Regions from separate parts of the Mus musculus genome. Here region 2 is linked to region 1. The links are chromatin contacts, called in public HiChIP or PLAC-seq maps. All regions are on one chromosome and are shown on one strand. Each heading gives the region's core, a stretch centred on a gene start, on an enhancer-like site or on the middle of the called end of the contact. The rest is flanking DNA. Distances are from core to core; before and after follow the strand shown. Region 1 has its middle 23 kb from the start of Samd7. Region 2 overlaps Mynn (myoneurin).

What was found. HiChIP or PLAC-seq counts read pairs in DNA pulled down with a chosen protein or histone mark.
Region 2: an H3K27ac HiChIP or PLAC-seq map of embryonic stem cells shows a contact between it and region 1, with 9 read pairs. The contact joins two enhancer-like sites. A contact is called at or near these places in 3 of 15 datasets of contacts at CTCF or cohesin (all in embryonic stem cells), 35 of 484 Hi-C or Micro-C datasets (the G1E-ER4 cell line, embryonic stem cells, induced pluripotent stem cells and 1 more), 8 of 115 datasets of contacts at active chromatin or transcription factors (all in embryonic stem cells) and 1 of 9 other capture datasets (embryonic stem cells).

What each region holds. Positions count from the first base shown.
Region 1 is chr3:30,720,157-30,727,376 of GRCm38.p6, forward strand. No RefSeq gene overlaps it. Among named protein-coding and RNA genes, the nearest start is that of Samd7, 23 kb to the right of the region's middle. Within about 2 kb of position 4,480, at least 15 of the 459 cell types and tissues checked have an H3K27ac peak or open chromatin away from gene starts, as enhancers often do. A contact at or near this core is called in embryonic stem cells and induced pluripotent stem cells, where this site is marked.
Region 2 is chr3:30,617,522-30,624,741 of GRCm38.p6, forward strand. Mynn (myoneurin) reads left to right here. Exons shown (of 8, transcript NM_030557.3): 8 at 1-2,352. It overlaps Lrrc34 (leucine rich repeat containing 34), which reads right to left. Exons shown (of 11, transcript NM_027941.1): 11 at 6,746-7,220. The coding sequence ends at 7,178. Among named protein-coding and RNA genes, the nearest start is that of Mynn, 19 kb to the left of the region's middle. Within about 2 kb of position 2,825, at least 31 of the 459 cell types and tissues checked have an H3K27ac peak or open chromatin away from gene starts, as enhancers often do. A contact at or near this core is called in embryonic stem cells and induced pluripotent stem cells, where this site is marked.

The DNA.
Region 1 (7,220 bases), core at 3,230-5,729:
TAGGAAGATACACCTCTAATCTGGCCCACACCTGTTGCTGCTGGTGGCATAGGTAAAGGACATGGAAGAAGGAAGCTTGCTTTCCCTTTGCCTGCTTACACTTGCTCTTGTTAGCAAGTCCATTTCCTCACTGATGTTGGAACCTACTTCTTCAGGATTCTGAAGACCAGCTGAGACATTCAAACTTGTGGACTGAACAAGTGCTGGAAAGCCATTATTGGAGTAGCTAAACCACAGCATGTAAGACATTCTAATAAATCCCCCTGTGTCTAGATACATACATACATACATACATTCATACATACATTCATAGACAGTTACATAGGTAGTTGCATCAATACATAAAAACATAGATACATAGATGATAGGTAGATAGATGGTAGATAGGTAGATAGATACACAGATACATAGATACATAGATACATAGATAATAGACAATCGTATTCTTGCCTTCAAAGAAATACCTTGAGAGCTGAGGAAAAAAAATTTCCTAGGCTGCCTATATTTATTGCTCCATTCATTTTAGATATAATAGTCATAAAACAAACACATCTTTTTTATTAGATATTTTCTTCATTTACATTTCAAATGCTATCCTCTTTCCTAGTTTCCTTTCCAAAAGCCCCTATACCCTCCCGCTGCCCTGCTCCCCAACCCACCCACTCCCGCTTCCTGGCCCTGGCATTCCCCTGTACTGGGACATATAATCTTCGCAAGACCAAGGGCCTCTCCTCCCATTGATGGCTGACTAGGCCATCCTCTGCTACATATGCAGTTTGAGACACAAGCTCTGGGAGTACTGGTTAGTTCATATTGTTGTTCTTCCTATAGGATTGCAGACCCTTTTGGGCACTTTCTCTAGCTCCTCCATTGGGGGACCTGTGTTCCACCCAATAGATGACTGTGAACATCCACTTCTGTATTTGTCAGGCACTGGCATAGCCTCACAAGAGATAGCTATATCAGGGTCCTGTCAGCAAAATCTTGTTGGCATCTGCAATAATGACTGGTTTTGGTGGTTGTTTATGTGGTGGATCCCCGGATGGGGCAGTGTCTGAATGGTCCTTCCTTCTGTCTCAGCTCTGAACTTTGTCTCTGTAACTCCTTCCATGGGTATTAAGATAAACGAATCTTAAAGGCAGTATCAGCATGGTATATATGAAATATATACTATGGTATATATGAAATATATACTATGGTATATATGAAATATATACTATGGTATATATGAAATGCAATTTTATCCAGCCACAATGAAAAATGAAATCATGGTCTGTAGAAAAATACATGGAACTGTAACTCAAGCATAATAAACCAAACCCAGAAAGATAAAGTATGTTTTCACATGCCCGTGGAAGTCAAAGAATGAGCTCAAAGGAGTGACAACATCAGCCCAAACCTCAGGTGACGAGCCAGTTAAAACTGCTGCCTCCTTTATAAAGAACTGTTTATTGATTCTTTGTGAGTTTTGTATCATGAACCCCAGTCCTGCTCACCTCCCCATCCCCTCACATCTTCCCTTAGCCCTTGCATCCACCTGCAATAAACCACACCAGCAAACAAAACAAAGCATAGAAAACATCTCATCATGGAAGTTGTAGAGTGTCACAGTGTGTCCCACAGTGTGTTCCTCTGTCCACACATCTTTACTTGCAAATATTCATTGCAATGAGTCTTTGGTCTGGTTTGAGATCTCTGTCTTCTGTGACAACATCGATATTGGATCCTCATTGGGTCTCCTCCCAGTTATCCTGTTGTTGCCCCGTGTCATGGAGATCCTGCAGCTTTGGGTCAGCTGGACTGGCCCTTTCACATGTCTCAACCATTCACAGATGATATAAATCTTGGGGTAGGCCCACCATTGCAACCGGGAGACACTCAGCGACATCTTGTCCTCACACTATCCCCATCCCAAAAGGACCTCATTCTCTCCTGCATCCTCTCGTCCTCCATCCAACCTGGAAGTCCCTCCTACTCACCCAATGATTGGCTCCTTTATTCATTAGGGGATTGGTTCACAAGAAGTCACCTGAGTATGTGTGACTCATTCCTTGTCTGCAACCCCTCCCAGAGGAACGGAATTAGCATCAAAACAGCACCAGGCCCAACCACAACACTACACCTTGCCACTTTTGGTAGTTGGGAAAGCTGCCCACTTGGTCATGAGCTAGGATGAGCTAGCCCTTCCCCCTCACCAGCTGTGACACTCAGGAGAGCAGGCTTTGCACCTTGCATAGATAGCACGGTGGAGCTGTCCCTCAGGGCCAGATCCAAGACTCTGAGATGCATCTAATAATGCATCTAATGGTCATGCTCTTAAACACCACTCAAGAGTCTTTGAACAGTTCCAGTTTAGATGGATATTACAACAATTTAACATTTTCTCTCACTTTTACTCATTCTTTTCCTTCATTTTTATTTTACATGGATGGGAGTTCTGCCTGCATTATGTTGGTGTGCCACATGCATGTAGGGCCCACAGAGGCCAGAAGAGGGCATTGAATCCCCTGGGACTGGAGTTGCAAATGGTAATTACAAAACTACCGCATGGTTGATGGGAATGCAACCCAAGTCCTCTTGAAGAACAGCCAGTGCTCTTAAGTCATCCCTCCACCCTCTTCCATGATGGTCTAAATTGATGAACACAGACGTGCATAGAAGAATATGCTACCTCTGTGGAACTAAATCTTGTGGTATCTGGACATTTTTCCTCAACCAGATTTCTTACACAGACCCTTCCTTTGTCATCCTCTGAACTTTGTTCATCTTATTTGTGCAGAGTGTGTGTGTGTGTGTGCACGGGGGTGGGGGGTGGGGTGCTCACGTATGGAGGTCAGAGGGCAACTTGCAGGAGTCAGCTCTCTCCTTTCATCATGTGAGACCTGGGAATTGAACTCAGGCCAGGAAGGCTTGGTGACAAGTGCTTTAGCTTACTGAGCCATCTTGCTGACCCCATTCGTTTCTTCCTCAGCATCAGTCACCAACATAGAAAGAAGAATTGTCTTCTCTTGGTGACTTTCTGTCTTAATTCATTTTAAAGAGGTCAAACTTGTCCAATTTCAAATGTTTCCTTCTCAGAGAGAGGCAATATTCTGGTCCCACACATGTGAAGCCAGCCACAGGGGGCCTTAGAGCAGCAATTCATATCAGGCCTGCTCACTAAGTTGCCGGATGTTTATAGAGGCTGGTAGGGGGCCAGGATGCTTTAGGGATCTCAGCTGTCTCTTGGCAGGAGAGACAGCTGAGAGCTCCAGGCTCCAGAGGAGGCTGGCAGTCTGGTCCCTTTTATGACAACTGGCCTCTCACCAGGCAAAGGTGGGTGGAGCTGCCCCCCATGGCCGAGATTTTTCTTTCTGCACTACTGCGGAGGGAGAGCGAAGGCCCCAGTGTCCTCAGAAGAAACGGCTATTTTTAAAACATGATTTAATCTTGACCTCATAACTTAAAATCTTTCGGGATAGTTCAGAATGTGCATAACATAGTAAGTCACAGGGTAGACTGTGATTTATGAATATATAAATGTATTCATGTAGATATAATGAAGAGATTCATTCTTCAAATGTGTGTGTGTGTGTGTGTGTGTGTGTGTGTGTGTGTATGTGTGTGTGTGAAATGTGCATGCATAGTTCACAGTGTTGGGAATTGAACTTAGGGCCTCAAACATGCTAGGCAAGAACTCTCTGCAACTCATCTGTATTCTCAGTCCAAAAAGAAAAATGTTTTCTTTTAGGAATTTTTTTAATTAAACATTTGTATCCTACTGGTCTATGAGCTGACCATCTAGTGTCCTTCTCCACAAAAGAACTTTAAAGAGCTTCTTTGGGAAAAACCCAATTTGAAACAGCTTCAAATGGCCAAAGACTAATTAAACGCTATCAGATAAAAATACATGAATGTATAATGAAATTTTGACAATAAATCAATTTGTCATCAGTGAACCAACTCTTTAATATGAAAATGAGACTTTTCTGTGTGCTGTGCTGAGATTGGCTGAGTATCTGGTACTGGGAATACAATCATCAAATATATGTGCTGATGGTACTGGAAGACAGGGGTGGGGAAGGAGAGGGGGTGGTCTGAGAAGTAACTGGGTCTGATGAGCTGTGGCCTCAGCAGGATGTCCCTCGCTCTGGCTTTGTGATGGGTGGATGACACACCCAGCTCCTTTAAATCACACCGCCTCTAGAAGAATGGGTGATATAGAAGCCTAAGGCAGTAAAGTTGATGCTATGAAGGGTCTACTTAAGAGAGTTACGCAAAGGAGAATGCGGCTAAAGGAGTCCTGCCTCCAACAGGACTGGAGACCGCGTTGCATTGCCCAGGCGCTTTAGAAATCTGTATAAAAAAGACAATTCTGTAATATCATTGAAGTTTAGGGTTAACGAGAAAGTTCCTCTAATGTTTGTTCTCCTAGACTGACCTATGATGAGGCTCCATTCCCTTAACAAAAAGAGACAGCCCTGACTTACAGCCAGCCATCAGGGCCATCTCCATATCAAAGAGCATGACTCTAAGCAGTAGCCCAAGAAAGGCTCCTCAGGGTCACAGTCACCTTTAACTCCCCAATGGCCATTAAGTCAGAAGGAGCCAGTGAAAACTACTCGGAAAACGCCTCTGGTGTTTCAGAGATAATTCTGTCAATACCCTTTCTGTGTCCATCTCCCATCAGCCCAAGTGGCCAGACTTGCAGTCTCCTGTCTCTGTCCAACTGTTTAAAGTGTGGCCTGGGACTGAGACCAGAAAGAGGGTTAAGGGTTAAGAGCATATATGGATTGCACAAGCTTACAGTGTATCTACGTTCATGAGATTGTCTTTTTAATTTTTAAAGAATTATTTATTTTAGGTACATGAGTACACTGTAGCTGTCGTCAGACACACCAGAAGAGGGCATCAGATCCCTTTACAAATGGCTATGAGCCACCATGTGGTTGCTGGAAATTGAACTCAGGACCTCTTAACCCTTAAGCCATCTACTCAAGGCCAGCTCCTCTGGCGTTAGCCAGAGCCAGACATATGCTATTTACAGAGGTTAGCAGCAGAAGGGGATGCGGACAGCTATGAATACCAGAGCGGTTTCTCTTTCCCCACAGACATGGGTACTGAAGCCTGAAATATCGGTCTCTCAAATGAAGTAAGATCCAAACTAATCAGATCAAGCACGGAAATCTATTAGCTAGGTCTGGGGAAAATGTAAGGGCCTGAGGCATGTGTTCAGAACATCACGGGGCTACCACAAGTAAAATCGGACTTCAGAAGACTCGTTGGAAAGATGACCTGCTTTAACTGCATTTCAAGGAAAAAGAGGAAGAAAGAGAAAAGGAAAAAAACAAAACACAAGGGTTTAAAAGAAACTCAAGAAACATACACCAACGGTAAATCACAGACATTTTTGTGGGATCCTCATCCAAACAAACCAGTTTTATTAAAAACAATACGAGGAGCTGGAGAGACGGCTCAGTGGTTAGGAGCGATAGGCTGCTCTTGCAAGGGACTTAAGTTTAGCTCCCAGCATCCACACTGGGGTCACGAGCACCTGTTAACTCCAACTCTGAGGATACAGCGCCCTCCTCTGGCAGCGCCTGACACCCTCTCCCCTGCAAATGGCTGTGTATATTCACAAAGCCATACACACACATAAATACAAATAAGTCTTTAAAAGTAAAACAAAGTGTCTCTAGCTGCATATGTATCAGAAGATGGCTTAGTTGTCCATCATTGGGAAGAGAGGCCCCTTGGTCTTGCAAACTTTATATGCCCCAGTACAGGGGAATGCCAGGGCCAAGAAGTGGGAGTGGGTGGATAGGGGAGTGGGGAGTGGGGTATGGGGGACTTTTGGGATAGCTTTGAAATGTAAATGAAGAAAATACCTAATAAAAAATAAGTTTAAAAAAGTAAAACAAAATAAAATCTGAGAAGCAGGGTGATTTGAAGCTGACGAGGTGTTGAGAGGACTTTAGATTGGCATGGTTTTATGATAGTGTGGGGCTTTTTGTATATGAATATCACACTTATAAGACACTCATTCTAAAATATCTGCATGAAATGCTATTTTGACTGGCATTTGCTTCTATATAATCCATGGTGTCAGGAGACAAAGGCAGATTTATAAAAGAGACAAGAGTGTACCTGGGTTTGTGATTGGTGTAGCAACATAATTTTTTTACATTCCACTTCATGGCTGTAATTTGTTTCCTTTAGTATGTGTTTGAAATTATCCATAAGAAAAGTAGAGTTTTCAGCAAGAAACAAACAAACAAACAAACAAACAATGAATAAATGGACTAATGCAACTAACAGACAGTTCTCATAGGATGAAATACAAATAGCCAAAAACATTCAACCCCACTAGCTGTCAGAGAAATGCAAATAAGATCTACACTGAGATTCCACCTCACCTCAATCAGAATAGCAGCCACCAAGAAAACGGCAGCCAGTGCTGTCAGGGAGGTTGACAAAAAGGGACCCTTATGTGCTACAGATGGGAATGTGAACTTGCCTGGCAACTGCAGAAATCAGCACGGAGTTTTCTCAAAAACCTGGAGTCAGACCTACCATATGACACAACAATGCCACAGCTGGCCATGCACCTAACACACACCAGGAACACTTGAACATCAGCCTTCACTGTAGCTTACCCACAATAGCCCAGTTATGGAACCGGCCAGTGTCTAGCAACAGGGGAGTGGATAACAAGAATGTGGAGCATATACACTACCGATGTTTTCCAGCCATAATGCAGAAAACGTTATGTCACTGGTAGGAAAGCAATACAACTAGAGATAATAGTATTAATTAAGTTAAGCCAGTCTCAAAAAAAGAGAGAGAGAGAGACAAATAGTAGCATATTTTTTTTATCTCACTCAGGATTCTCAGAGTTTACATAGCTACAGGAAATCATATCAGCATATATAGCAAGAAAGTAGAAAAAAAGACAGATCAGTAGTGGGAGGAGAAGGCTGGAGGGGAGCATCTATGGGGGGATATGACCAATGTGCAGCACATGTACATATGTATGACAATGTCCTATGTAACACAGTGACATGAACAATGAGCAGAAAAAAATTGGCTATTAAAAACGTATTTAATGGCTAATACCCAGTAGCAAGCTTCCTAAACCACACACCAGGAAATATACTCCTCAGAGGCTCTCTGCCAGAGACAGAACAAAAACTAGGTTGAAAGGACCTATGAGCCTCTGCTGTGATTTCATATCTGAGGAA
Region 2 (7,220 bases), core at 1,575-4,074, 100 kb before region 1:
GGAATTTGATTCATTTTATATTTTATTAGATTTGTAGATTATTGGAAGTGAATATATAACAAGTTTTGAAAATTTTTGATAAGCCTATCTTGTATCAGTTATGCACTTTTTAAAATAAATGTTCTAAAAGGAATTTTCTAGATATAAAATACATACTAGAAATCACTTGGCTTCTAAATTTGATGTATTACTTAGAAAAATCAAGAAACCTGAGTTGCATGCCTAAGGCAACACACATACACACAAATAAATATCCTTAATATCCTAACTTCAATTATAAGCTATACTTTTGGGTTATCAGTTTGTTTACCATTTTATATTTGAGTTTTCTATAGACATGTGTTTTTCAAATTTATAAATTAAAACTGCAACGTTTGGTTGTTGGCTATAGCTTTATAGTGTCCTTTCCGTTCCCCTGGGTGTAGCGAGTTCAGCATCGCCCGTCCTCCAGCCTGCTCCCTCTTCCCCTCTCACTGTCTGCATATCAGTTGATTTCACTTTGCATTTTAAGTTCAGTTTCCCAGTCAGTTCCATTGCTGATAAGTCCTGGTGACTGTTTCTCATCTCTGCCATCACTTAGTTAGGTCTCACGCGTGTTCAGGACTGCACCAGAACAGGCTCGCAGTGTTCACTGGGACTATTCTTCCATCATAATCCTCCCTCTTTGGTTCCAAGTCACAGAACTAAGAAGACATACTAGGACCCTCAGTTCTTGCAAACTGCAGGTGTCTTCCCATTTCTTAAAGCTATAGCATTTTCACGGTAAATTATGACCAGCGAGACTAACTTAACTGGAGAGAGTATGAAATACCACCTTTGTACAATAAACTTATTTTATTATTTAGCTAAGAAATCTGTGTGTATGTTAAATGAACATACTGAGTTTGAATAAAATTTGTAAGGTATAAAATGTTCAGCTAATCTTTTTCTGGTTAAAATCAATAAAAATTTACTGGAATATAACAAAACTGAAAAAGAAATTAAGACTCAACCCTTTTTAACAAGTTTGCCAAAGTGGAGGGGCTATGTTTAAATCACAGCTGCATTAATCCAAGCATATAATGAACAGTTTTTTAAAGTGCTGTAGTTAGGTGGGCACGCACATACCTATAATCACAGTATTCTGGGAAGTTAAGGCAAGAAGATTAAACAGGATTCCAAAAGCTGCTGTCATGATGTCATGATGTGCTGTGTGCAGTCTCCTAGAGTGTAATGATAGTCTTGTTGGTGTATCAGTTCACAGTCCAGACTGGCCTAGGACTCCTGTGTAACCTAAAGTGGCTCTGTCCCCCACATCCTCCTCCCGCATTCCCCAGGCGAGCAGCACAGCCCCTAACAACACAGCAGCACCAAGCCACTCAATCCCCAACTTGCTAACTAGCATCTGAAAGCTTCTAAATTGTTACTTTCAGCATTATTTCATATAAGTGGAATCTGAAGTAGGTCAGATTGTTTTTTTTTTTAATTTGTATTACTTGCGTATCTAAAATTATTTTAGATTGATACTGGTTTAGTCATTTGCTCTTGCAGAGTTATTTGTGACGAAAGCTCAGAGACTGAATGTTATTCTTTTAATGCTATGCTGTTACTACTCACTCTAACGTGCGTGCACTTTATGAGAATCTGGGAGTCATTCTAACACAGAGAATCCCTGCGGTAAGTTCTTTACCTACTCTGTTATGATGCAGTGTTTTAGCAAAGCTTCTTAATTATTTAAGTGTTATAGCAGGTGTTCAAACTTTCTTTAAAATGCTGAATATCTTAGAAAGTATTTTCTAATTTTGTATTATTATTTTACTTTAGAGCTTTTTTAAAGAGGGAATTGTAATTATATATTAAATAAAATTTGCTGTTAAATAGTATTCATGTTAAATTCCATAGGATCATTTCAGTGGACAATTTTAAAAGCTTCTTCAAGATTGAAGGTCTGTCAGTTCTTTGAAAAAGTAGTTTATCATTTCTCTACATTTTAATCTTACAGAAATGGCACATGTCAAAGCAGTTAAAGTAGGTAATTAACTCTCTACACTAATTTTAAAAATATCCTAGGCTAATTGTTGTACTGTCTTTACTTCTGTCAGATTGGAGTTTAATAAGAGTACCCATGCCCACTCCAGTTTGCTGTGCTGAATCAGATGTGCTGGGGCAGATATTTGATAGAGAAGCCTCGTAGCTGATTTCAGCATGGACCAAACACTGAGAGCTGCCTCCCAAGCACTGCTTGGTGCTCTGTCTTTGAGAAGCACTTGAAATGACGTTCTGGAATATATATATATATATTATCATTTACCTGGAGATTTTTAATCTGTTATTGAATTAAAAATACCACCAAATAAAAAGATGAATTCTGCATTTTCACTCACTATTTTGACTAACAATGAGATGGAGATATTAGGACATTGATTTCTTTGTTTCTTTTCTACTTGAGGCAGGTTTTATTATGTATCACTCTGTTCAGATTGGATTTATTAAATAGCCTAAGTGTGGAGTTCACAGTAATCGTGCTGCCTCAGACTCCTGCGTCCTGGCTTATAGCTGTGTACCACTCTCTACAGTAATCCCTCGAGACATGATGTAGTCTTCTTTTGCCTTCTTCAACCCCTGCCTCTGCTTATTGACAAAAGATTTGCTGTGTTTAAGGATTTATCATATAAACATAGTGCCTGCCAGGAAATGTACAAAGATAATTCTGTCCACTTGAAGAAAGGCGAGAAAGCCGAGATCAGTAGCTGTAAAATAAGCAGAAATGCTGGGTGGTGGCTCACAGGAAGTTCAAAAAGGAAGTGTGAGCAGTCGAGTAGTGGAGAGAGAAAGGGCCATTCATCGTTCACCTGGGTAGACAAAGAAAGTGACTGAGGGAAGTTACATGTGGCTGACTGAAGAGGAGCTAGGCAGAATGCAGAAAGTATCTAAAGAGAAAGAATGAGGTAACAGTCAGAAATGTGTAACCCAGCAGCCACGCTGACTTGCATGCACAGCCTGAATTCGCTGGGCCGCATTTATAGCCCGTGTGGTCACGTCCTACCGTAGTTGATGGCGGAAAGGCAGAAATTAGACTCCCAGGTTTGTAACGTGATTCCATACAGGTGACCTCAGGTGACTTACTTCAGAAAAGCAGTTCTTAGACTGCTGGGTCATATTCTCAAGAATTTGAGCTGTGGAATGCTGCAGTGTTAAGTAAGGTGTAAATGAAAAGGTCCTGCGGAATTGGCCAGAAAGTCAGTGAGAAAAGTCAAGAGTACTGGAGAAAGCTGGTGTTTTAAGAAAGGATTGCGTCTTAGACCAGTAAATTTGAAGACAAGGGGACACAGTTTCATACAATAGTATGGAAATGAGCCTGTGGAGGTCAGCCTTGTCAGGGCTTTATCTATCTTTGCATACATTGTATTCTGGTCAAGATTTTCCGGTCCCCCAGCTCCTCCCAGATCCTCTACACCTCCCCACCCATAGCCAACTCTGACCCTTTCTCTCTTTAAAAAACAAACAGGCAAACAAACGATTCTGTTCTTTCTGTGTTGGCCATAGGGCACGAGGCCTATCCTGAAGTGTGGCGAATATATCGAGCTATACTCCACTGGAAAAACTAATTTTTTCCTTCACAAGTAGATGTGGATAGCAGATTGCTTCTTGGTGAGGGGTGGGAGTCTAGATCTCTTTCCCTCTGTCCCCACCGGGACCCTGTCTGACTTTAACTTATGCAAGCTCTGGGTGTGCTACCACAGCCTTAGAATTCTTATGTGCCTCAGTCCTATTGTGTCTGGAGGATACTATTCCCTTGGAGTCCTCCATCCCCTCTGGCTCTTACAATCTTTCTGTCCTCTTCTACTTGGCTCTCCGAGCCTTAACAGGTGGGCTTGATGAAGACATCCCATTTAGGACTGTGGTCCAAAATCCCATTGTCCAGTTGTGGGTCTCTGTGTTAGTTTGCAGCTTCTTCAAGAAGCAGCTTCTCTGATTATGGCTGAGTGATATAAGATGCACTGATATATGGGGTGGTAGTAGAATGTTATTAGAAAGCATTTTATTGCTATGTTTCTTTAACAGAAACATATAATTTGGGTTTACCTTGGGCCCGTGGCCTGTCTAGTCTCAAGTTGTGTCAGGAATGAATTCCATCTTATGAAGTGGGTCTTAACTCAGTGGTTCACAGCTTTACCAATGCTATGATCCTTTAGTACAGTTCCTCACGTTGTAGTGACCCCCAATTATACAATTATTTTGTTGCTACTTCATTCAATTTTGCTACTGTTATGAATTATAGTCTGTGGTTTTTGATGGTCTTAGGCAACCCCTGTGAAAGGGTCATTTGACCCCAAAGAAGTTGCAGCTCACAAGATGAGAACTGTCTTAAATTCAGTCAGAGTAATTGGTTTCTCCTCACTCTGTGCCACAATTGCACTACCATACTGTGCAGGCAGGCTACTGCTGGAGATCAAAGGTTTTGCCTGTATTGGTCACCTTTCTCCTCAAGTATTGTGCAGAGTACCTTAAAACCTCTAGTCAGGTACCAGCTAGGCTTGTGTTCCAGGAGATCTGTGTTGTCTTCACCAATAAGGTCTTGCCATCCGTTTGTGGAAAGCAATCAATAGTCTTTGGCAATAGCTTGAATTGTTTGAGGGTCTCCATGGGGCCCTTTGGACAACACTGAATTAGGTGTGACCCAATCCTGGCACTGGAGGTTTCACTTGGTGGTGGAAAATGTCTAGCTGGAGCATTGTCTGCCCCACGTTGAGGGAGTGCTTTTAGATTTCTTTGACATAGGAATATATTTTAGAAGTTCCTACAGTAGTGGGTTTCCAAATGCCTCCAATGTTGGTTGTCCCTCACCATACTACCTTCTTGATCCTCTCCTCACGCCTTCCTGTTTAGCTCTCTACTTCAGTCATGTTCTGCCTCCTTCTCTTAATAGTGTTTTCTCGGGGCTGGCGAGATGGCTCAGTGGTTAAGAGCGCCGACTGCTCTTCTGAAGGTCCCGAGTTCAAATCCCAGCAACCACATGGTGGCTCACAACCATCCATAACGAAATCTGATGCCCTCTTCTGGAGTGTCTGAAGACAGCTACAGTGTACTTACATATAATAAATAAATAAATCTTAAAAAAAAAAATAGTGTTTTCTCTTCCCCTTCCTTAGATCCTCTCCTCCCCCACTCGTCCCCTACTAGGTACTGAGCCTCTGGTTCTGTGGATTGTAGCATATATATCACAGGCTTTAAAGCTGACATCCACATAGTATCAGTCAGGGTTCACCAGAAAAACAAGTGATAGAATGACTCTGTGTGTGTGTGTGTGTGTGTGTGTGTGTGTGTGTGTGTGTGTGAGAAAGAGAGGAGAGAGAGAGAGAGGAAGAGAGAGAGGGGGGGGGATTTATTTGAGTGGCTTATAAGCTTTGATCAATAATTTTTATCTTGAAATCCCCCCAAAAGTAGGCTCTAATACCAGTAAAGGAATGAAGTTGCCAGCAGGAATGAGGGCAAGCAGGCACAAAGCAAAATCACTTTCCTCCTTGTCCTATATATGAGCTGCCACTTGGTGGTGTGGCCCAGATTTAAGGAGGGTCTTCTGACTTCAGTGAGCCAGTCAAGAAAACCCCCTCCTGGGTGTGGCCACCTGTGTGAGCTCTAGTTAATTTCAGATGTAGTCAGGTTGACCAGAATAGCAGACATGACATGTAAGGTAAAATGCACCCCTTTGGTCTTTTGAAACTAAGTTAAATCCCTTGGGTTTTTTTTTTTTTTCCTACCTCATGGGAATTTTATAATTTTAACAGCTATACAGTATTTTCATTGTCTGTGGTGGAGTAAATGTCTCTATGGTAGGATATAGAGTCCTTTGGGTATATGCCCAAATGTTACTACTTGGACTTGAGCTATATCTGCAGCCTCCTGAGGTCCCATCACACTGATTTCCTAGTAATTGTGAAAAGGTTGCCCTTCCACCAGCCAGGAGTGCTGTTCCCCTTATCCCACATCCTCATCAGGATGAGCTGCGTTTGTTTTATTGATCTTGCTGTAAGATGCAACCCCCAAAGCCATTTCCATTTGCATCTCCCCGATGACTAAGGGTGTTTAGAATTTTGTTAAGTGTTTCTCAGCCATGGCTGTTTCATCTTTATCATCAAGTGTTTTAAAAGTGTGCCACTGAATTTTGCTTTCAGAGTTGAAGCATTATTAGTATAATATGATCTGTGACTATATGATATAATGGCATCAGAATAAATGGATCTAAGCATTCTGCTGGCCTCTGAGGCAGTAAATAATGGCCTGTCACATTGTATCATCAAACTTTCCCTACCATTGTCAGAACCAGTAGTTGTCTGCTAAGCTGGCCTCACCTCAGTTAAGTGTGGACATGTGTTACCATGGAGACACAGGTGGTAGGAGCCCAGGATAGGTGCACACACAGACTGGTCACATGCCTGCCACTGCAGGCTCAGACAGGCTTACTGCTGGTCCTTCAGCCATCTTCTACACATCCTCTTGGAAGAAAATAGGAGCATTTGGGCCCTACTATATCATACAGGAGTAGACTGAGAAAGCAAACTGCATTGCTGAGGGACTTGAATGTATAATCCTAAAAGTCCATCTCCTTCCAGAACCCTGTAGACTCTTACCCAACATAGGATGGAACACTGCCTCAAGGCAGTGAGAAGCAGACTACAGCTACACCGAATAGCATGAGGGACGCCATCAATATTGGATCAAGAAGAGCCAGACGAAGAAAGGATATCTAAACTCAAGACAGTCATTGTCTGTTCAAGGAAGCTTTATTTTCTTGCTTTTGTGAAATTATTAGCACCTGTCTGTAATGTCTAAACGTCTATGTGGAATACTTTTTGACTTCTGAACTTTGATCTCTCTCAAAATCCACTGTAAACTTGCCAGCTGCAAAGCAAATCTGCCATATCATTTGGTTAAGATATCTGTAGTGACTTTACTTTTCTTTGGTTTTTGTGTTCGTTTTTCATTACAAAAAGAACTACTATAGTTCTGTGGCTTGTTTCAGGGTTGATATTTTAGTCTCTATGTTAAGAATCAGCTTTTTCTCGAGAACAAGTACACAAAATTTTATACTTTGATAAAAATAATTTGTTCTGATTTACAAAAGAAAAAAATAGTCTACAAAATATTAGTCTCCAAAAGTGTTGAGATGAATGTATGAAAACTGTTTTCAAGCTTCTTATAGATGTTCGCCCACAGGAACAAGAGCAAAGCCTGCGGAA